2 separate regions of the Danio rerio genome follow, and region 2 is linked to region 1. The links are chromatin contacts, called in public Micro-C maps. All regions are on one chromosome and are shown on one strand. The core of a region is the stretch at or near the end of the contact, and the rest is flanking DNA. Distances in the headings are between cores, read along the strand shown. Region 1 overlaps slc36a1 (solute carrier family 36 member 1). Region 2 overlaps fat2 (FAT atypical cadherin 2).

Region 1 (3,818 bases), core at 1,294-3,793:
ATACAAATATATGTTATTTAAAGTTTCAAAGTTCCCAATTTAATAAGACTCAAGCAGATATTATAAAAATGTGTATATTTATTTATTCATTTACTTGCTTACCAAGTCATTGAGTGTCAGAGATCTTTGTTTGTAACTTTACATTTTATTCTCCTTTTTTTTTCTATACAAGTATACAGTGCATCCGGAAAGTATTTATAGCACTTCACTTTTTCCACTTTTTTTTATGTTACAGCCTTATTCCAAAATTGAAATTGAATTCATTTATTTCCTCAAAATTCTACACACAAAACCCCATAATGACAATGTAAAAAAAATGTCAAACTTTTTTTAAATTGTTGCAAATTTATTAAAAACTAAAAACCTAAAAAATGACATGTACATCAGTATTCACAGCCTTTGCCATGAAGCTCTAAATTGAGCTCACATGCAAGCCTGGTTTATACTTCTGCGTCAAGTGATCGGCGTGACCCACGGTGCATACAACTCACGTAGCTGTGCATTTATACTTCTGCGTGCTGTTTCTGTTGTTCTGCAATAACACTTCTGAAACACTAGTTGGCAGTTAGGTGTTAATGTTCCTCTGTTTCGAGTTTCTTCGCTGGTGTTTTGTTTTTCCTGAACGTGTCCTTAATGTACAAGTGGCCCAAACTCGCTAATTTTGAGGCAGGAACCGACGGACGTGCAACTTTAATCTTTAAAGGTAAACACAAAAGAAAACTTTCCATCCGGAGCTTTCAGGACTCCACTCTTGTAAACAAGGGCTCTTTCGGGCTCACGTGGCTTTCGGTCCTGCCCAGACTTTTCAGCTCTACCAAGCCGACCAATCAAAGAGCTTGCGCTATGCGTCGTTGCAGTGAGTAGTTACATTTTTGATAGGTGCGCGTCTGCGACGCCAGCGGCCATGGCGTAGGGTTATGCGTCAACGCATAGGCTGAGCTGTAGAAGAATAAATCAGCCTTAATTTCTTTGATCTTTCTTACGATGTTTCAGCAGCTTAATTACAGTTTACCTGTGGTAAATTCAGTTTATTGGACATGATTTAAAAAAGGCATACACCTGTCTATATAAGGTCCCAGGGTTAACCGTGCATGTCAAAGCACAAACCAAGCCTGAAGACAAAGGAATTGTCTGTAGACCTCCGAGATAGGATTGTCTTGAGACACAAGGCTGGGGAGGCTTACAGAAAGATTTCTGCTGCTCTGTAAGTTCCAATAAGTATAGTGGCCTCCATCATCTCTAAGTGGAAGATGTTTGGAACTGCCAGGACTCTTCCTAGAGCTGGCCGGCCATCTAAGCTGAGTGATCGGGGGAGAAGGGCCTTAGTCAGGGAGGTGATCAATAACCCAATGACACTGTCTGAGCTCCATCGTTCTTTTGTGGAGAGAGGAAAAACTTACATAAGGACAGCCATCTGTGCAACAAATTAATCCTGTATGGTAGAGTGGCCAAACGGAAGCCACTCCTTGCCTAGAATATGCCAAAAGGCATCTGAAAGACCCTTAGACCATAAGAAACAAAATTCTCTGGTCTGATGAGACCAGAGAAAAAATTTTACTCTTTGGAGTGAATGCCAGGCGTTACATTTGGAGAAAACCAGTCATTACTCTGCACCAGGCTAATACCATCCCTACAGTGAAGCATGGTGGTGGCAGCATCATGCTCCGGGTATGTTTTTCAGCAGCAGGAACTGGAAGACTAGTCAGGATAGAGGGAAAGATGAATGCAGCAATGTACAGAGACATCCTGAATGAAAACCTGCTTCAGAGGGCTCTTGACCTCAGACTGGGGTAAAGGTTCATCTTCCAGCAGGACAATGACCCAAAGTACACCGCAAAAATATCAAGGAAGTGGCTTCACAACAACTCTGTAAATGTCCTTGGGTGGCTCTGCAAGAGCCCAGACCTGAATTATATTGAACATCTCTGGAGAAATCTGACAATGGCTGTACACTGACACTTCCCATCCAGCCTGATAGAGCTTGAGAGGTACTGCAAAGAGAAATGGGCAAAAATTCCCAAAAAATGTGTGTGCCAAGCTTTTGGCATCATATTCAAAAAGACTTGAGGCTGTAATTGCTGCCAAAGGTGCATCAACAAAGTACTGAGCAAAGGCTGTGAATACTTCTGTACATGTGATGTTTTTTTTTTATTTGTAATAAATTTGCAACAATTTCAAAAAATCTTTTTTTTTTTTTATTGTCATTATGGGGTATTGTTTTTAGAATTTTGAGGAACGAAATGAATTTAATCTATTTTGGAATAAGGCTGTAACTATATTATTAAACAAAATAGCATGTCTGACCTTTATTTTTGTCTCAGTTTGTCTCAAATTTGTTTCATTTAATTAATTTTATTATTATCTGCTCTTAGGTTGGGCAAACCATTTCTTTCCTATGGTGATGCAGTGGAGTATGGGATGGAGAACGTGTCGTGGCTAAGCAGACACTCTATATGGGGAAGGTAACAGTGCTTACAAGGCAGTTTTTAAGTTCAGTAGTGTGTTAAAGTTGACTCACCGGTTGTGTGCGTCTTAACATAATCTTTGTTTGTCACGACTTTCAGCACATGATCTTTGTGCTAGGTCAGGCTTTCAGATCCTGCACATGACAGCAGTTTCGGTTTCCATTTTACAGTATCGGGTGTAAAATGTTCAATAAGTGTTTGACTGCTTTCTCTAAGGTGCTTTTATAATAGACAATAATGTAAGCTAAAAGTCTGGGTTTGTTTAGAATGTTTTTAAAGATGCTTCAAAATAGTTCACCCAAAAATATAATTTCTGTCATTATTTACTCACCCTGAGGTTGTTTTTTTCTGTTGAACACAAAAGATGATATTTTGAAGGATACTGGAAACCATAACCACTTGCACTTGGTAGAAAATACTATGAAAGTCAATGGTTAAAGATTTCCATTCTTAGAAGTATCTTTTGTGTTAAAAAAGTAAGTAAATAATGACATAGTTTTTATATTTGGGTGAACTATCCTTTTAAGATAACATTTTTTATTTTTAAGTCATGTAATTTAGTGCTGTTATTATTTATAATTACTTATAATTACTTATATATATTTTCAGGATAGTTTCAGTAGAAACTGTATAAAAATAATAGATGAAAATATTTAGTAAAAATTGTAAATGGCTTTGCTGTCACTTTTCAACAATAAAAATAATTAACAATGTGAATTTAGTTATGTGTGTACAACCCCCCCCCCCCCCCCTTAGACAGTTTGTCTAACTGACTTTCAGGATTCACGTTATATAAGAACAGAAAATAGTTGATGTATGTACCTGAACATAAAAAATAGTTTCTCTTTTTTGTGTTTGGTTTTTCAGACATGTGGTGAACTTGTTCCTCAACATTACTCAATTGGGCTTCTGCTGTGTGTACTTTGTGTTCCTCAGTGACAATGTCAAGCAGGTGAGAGACATCTAAAGTTCATATGCACTCCAAATTCACAATGTGTTTTTTGCTAGCACACATTATTCTTTAGGTTAACAGTTAATCTGCGGAAGTTAATCTTCTGAAAGAAAAAAAGTTTATTTTGGTAATCGTAAATTAAAGTCTGACCGTTTACCTTCTCATTTGGAGTAACAGTCCTTCTCTATTGCACCTATATCACGAGAGAACATTGTGCAAAAATTAAGCCTTGCACCCTACTCAATAGCCCATTTCAGTTGAAACCACTTCAACATACTGTAATAAAAGTCTCATGCCAACTTATACAGAAGAAGAGTACTTTGTTCACATCCTAATTTATAAAATGAAAACCAAGTAAAAACAAGTCATGTAGACGCTAAGGTTGCTGATTAAATTTACAG
Region 2 (3,989 bases), core at 1,291-3,790, 140 kb after region 1:
TAATACTGTCAGATACTGCTTCATTGCTGAATCAGCTGACCACACAGTAAACTTGTGTTCAAACGTGACTAATAACTCTTATGCAGGCCTACTGGCCAGTGGAGTCGGACTGAATGCTGATATCTTTTCTGCAATGTTGCTTTTTCTGTTTTTGCAAAGTGGTTGAGTCCTACAAGAGGCTGATTCATCTAAAGTGTACGGAAAACCGATGGGATTTGCTCTGCGCACTATGGGTAGATGCTGCTATTTTAGACCTGACTCTTGAAAACAAAATGTACTACGGGCAGGGGTGGACAGTCACACAAAATATTTTTATTTTGTTAAGCACATTTTGTCTAGTATCTGCACTTTATCAGAGTATTTATATTTTAAAAAGTTTTCTTTTACTTTATTGTATATTGAACTTTTGTTCCACTGCATGTCATATAAACATGTCATTCATTGTTTTGAACTGGAGAAATCTCCTGTTCATTCTTGTCAGTTCATGTAAAAATAGGTTCACAAACGATTCATTCATGAATTGGGAAGTTCTTTAGTCAGCAGCTCACTGATTCAAATGATCCAGTAAGAGCCAAATAACAATTTGCTGATCCAAATGGATCCAGTCAAAGCATGTCTCCAGTTAACTATTTAGTGATTCAAGTGATCCTGTCAGACTGAACCTCAAGTTAACGATTCAATAATGCAAATGATCTGGTCAGAGCGAGTCTCCAATTAATAATCAGTGACTCAAATTATTTTGTTAGACTGAATCCCCAGTTAACGATTCAATGATGCAAATGATCTGGTCAGAGCAAGTCTCCAGTTGACAATTGACAGATTCAAATGATTCAATGATACAAATGATTCACTAAGATTCAGATAACAACTTACTGATTCAAATTATCCTGTCAGGTTGAATATCCAGTTAAGGATTCAATGATGCAAATGATCTAGTCAGAGCAACTGTCCATTTAACAATTCACTGATTCAACCCTGTCAGATTAAATCTTTAGTTAACAATTCAATAATACAAATGATACAGTCAGATCCAGCTAACAGGTCACTGATTTAATTGATGCTGACAAATTGAATCTCCAAATAATGATCTGGTCAGAACAAGTCTCCAGTTAACAATTCAGTGATTCTAATTATTTTGTTAGACTGAATCCCCAGTTAACGATTCAATAATGCAAATGATCTGGTCAGAGCGACTCTCCACTTAACAATTCACTGATTTAAATCATTCTGTCAGATTGAATATTTAGTTAATAATTCAATAATATAAATGATACAGTCAGATCTAGTTCACAATTAACTAATTTAAATGATCATACTAGTTTGAATCTCCAGTTAACGATTCAATGATACAAATGATCTGGTCAGAGCGAATCTTCAGGTAACAATTGACAGATTCAAATGATTCAATGATACAAACAATACAGTCAGATCTAGTTAATGAATTACAGATTTAAATTATCCCAACGATTCAAGGATGTAAATGATCTGGTCAAAGCAACTATCCATTTAACATTTCACTGATTCAAATAATTCAATGATATAAATGATGCAGTGAGATCCAGTTAAATTTCTGATTTAAATGATCCTGTCAGATTGAATCTTAACAATTCAATAATGCAAATGTCAGAGCGAATCTCCAGGTAACAATTGTCAGATTTAAATGATTTATTGATACAAATGATACAGTCAGATCCAGCTAACAAGTTACTGATTTAAATAATCATGCTAGATTGAATCTCCAATTAAAGACTTAATGATACAAACAATAGAATCAGGCTGAATCTCCAGTTAACAACTCACTGATTCAACTGATCTGGTCAGAGCAAATCTCCAGTTGATTAACTACAGAAAAAATGTAAATAATATATTTATATTTTTTGCACATGCATCTTTCAACTAATGTATCATATATTACAAATAAAACTAATGTTTGCATGACATTCTTCTCGAAATATGTTGCCACAAGAGATTTCTTTATTATTGAATGTAAACATTTACACAGATTTAGTTTATACTCAATTTTACTGTATATACAAGGCAGTAAGGTATATTTTATTATATTTATTTGTTTGCACACTTCAATGATCATTCATAGTCAGCAGAAGTGTACAAGTGTTGGTATTTAAATTTCTTTCTTTTCAAAATAAATGCGCATGCATCATTTAGTACTTTAAATGTGCATAAAAATCAACAAACTGTGTGCTTCAACAACTGTAAGATGAAAATGACCACTTTTACTAGGGTAACATAACAAAGTCAACTGTACTTTTACACACCAAGTACATGTGAATCATCCCACTGACTGAGTCCTATACTTCTCTTACAAACATGCACGTCTGCTCACATTCTCAGAAGGCGCAGAACAACAAAAACATTGCAATTTTTGCTTAGCTCAAAATTCCAGTTTTCAACAAGTGCAAAATTGCTCCCCGTAATGTCTCTTTTTATTGATTTTAAAGATCAGAGGCTATGTTGTGTCACTTAATGGCTTTCCTAGAGATCCACCGGCGTATTATTACTAACAGCACCGTGTTTGTCCTTGGCACATGTTCTGTCAATATAGGTGTGTTTGTGCTCTTACTTGAACACAGAGCTTGTGTTCAATACGAGAGCGGACAGCCGCAGTAAGCACTTGAATGTGCATCAGTGTTCCCTGCATTTCACCATGAACTGTGCATTTGTAGATCATTTGATTGTAAAACAGAGAGCGGTGTGTGCTGAAGAAATGGCTGGGTATTCATAAAAATAACAATCCATTTGGACTGCAGTAAGCTTCAGTGTGAGATGTGCCTTGTTTTCATTTTTTGAATTTACTTTGAACGACAGAAATAACTTCAGAACAGAGATCACAGCAAACAGATCTTGTCGTTGTGATGCTGAACTGAGAGTAATAAGATGTAAAACTGTGACATCTACTGGAAGATCCAAAAACTGGAAAAATATTAGGGTTTGGATGATTCATGCGTTTCTGAAATGACAAAACAAGATGTCTAAAACGGTTATGTTATATTCATAATAGCTCATCTTGTAGTCGAATGTTGATGTCGCACATATGAATATTTTATTGACAATGATCTAGGATTACTTCCCTTCGGCTCATAATGACAAATCACCTGTCAAGAAGCTTTGCCTATTTTCATAATTGCCATGAGAATGCATGGCTCACTTGAATGATGAGCAACACCCATATACACAAAAACTGCATCTTATTGAACTTTACTTTGTTGCTTTTACTTTTACACAATTTGCACCTAGATGTACAGTTCTTACCTAAGACAAACAAGGAAACTACAGGGTTTATTGTAACTATCATAAAAGTTATCATTATATTAGTTATCATAACTATTATAATATAGTTATCGTAAACTTATCGTAACTATTATAATATAGAGTACACTCTCAGAAATAAGGGTACAGGAGCTGTCACTGAGGCAGTACTTTTTCAGAAGGTACATATTTGTACCTAAAGGGTCTCTAATGGTACCTCAAAGATAATTTTTAGGTACATTTGGGTATTAATGTGCACCTTTAGGTACCACTGTGGACTCTTTGGGTACAAATATCTATCTTTTGAAAAGGTACTGCCCCAGTGAAAGCTCCTGTACCTTTATTTCTGAGAGTGTACCTATGCATTGAATTGGGCTGTAAAATATAGCGTTACCTGTACTTTTACCCCTCACAGCCTTTTTGTCATTCACAGAATTAAACATGCCATCCACCACGACAAAGGTTTATATGGTGGGAGAAAATAATGAAGTTAATTAGCCTACAGTAACCTGCAAAATGAGTCACTTGTGAAAAATTAACCTTTCAATTTTAATGAACATGTGCAAACATGCAGTTCATCCATCAAGTTAAGGTACTGTATGCATATTTTCAGTCTATTTGAATATTTCTGAGGTCACTTTTTTACTTTTAGATAATCTGACAGTATTTACTAACTGGTAGACCACTGTTCATGAGCTTGTATTTTCTGACATTTCATTAAA

What was found. Hi-C and Micro-C count contacts between places; a contact is called where the count stands out from the background.
Region 2: a contact with region 1 is called in a Micro-C map of caudal fin, with 4 times the contacts expected there. The contact joins two enhancer-like sites. A contact is called at or near these places in 2 of 18 Hi-C or Micro-C datasets (caudal fin and an unstated tissue).

Annotation. Positions count from the first base shown.
Region 1 is chr14:30,272,663-30,276,480 of GRCz12tu, forward strand. slc36a1 (solute carrier family 36 member 1) reads left to right here. Exons shown (of 13, transcript XM_073921867.1): 6 at 2,373-2,462; 7 at 3,333-3,417. Among named protein-coding and RNA genes, the nearest start is that of slc36a1, 13 kb to the left of the region's middle. Within about 2 kb of position 2,544, at least 6 of the 62 cell types and tissues checked have an H3K27ac peak or open chromatin away from gene starts, as enhancers often do. A contact at or near this core is called in caudal fin, where this site is marked.
Region 2 is chr14:30,414,706-30,418,694 of GRCz12tu, forward strand. All of the region lies in intron 14 of fat2 (FAT atypical cadherin 2), which reads right to left. Among named protein-coding and RNA genes, the nearest start is that of fat2, 36 kb to the right of the region's middle. Within about 2 kb of position 2,541, at least 2 of the 62 cell types and tissues checked have an H3K27ac peak or open chromatin away from gene starts, as enhancers often do. A contact at or near this core is called in caudal fin, where this site is marked.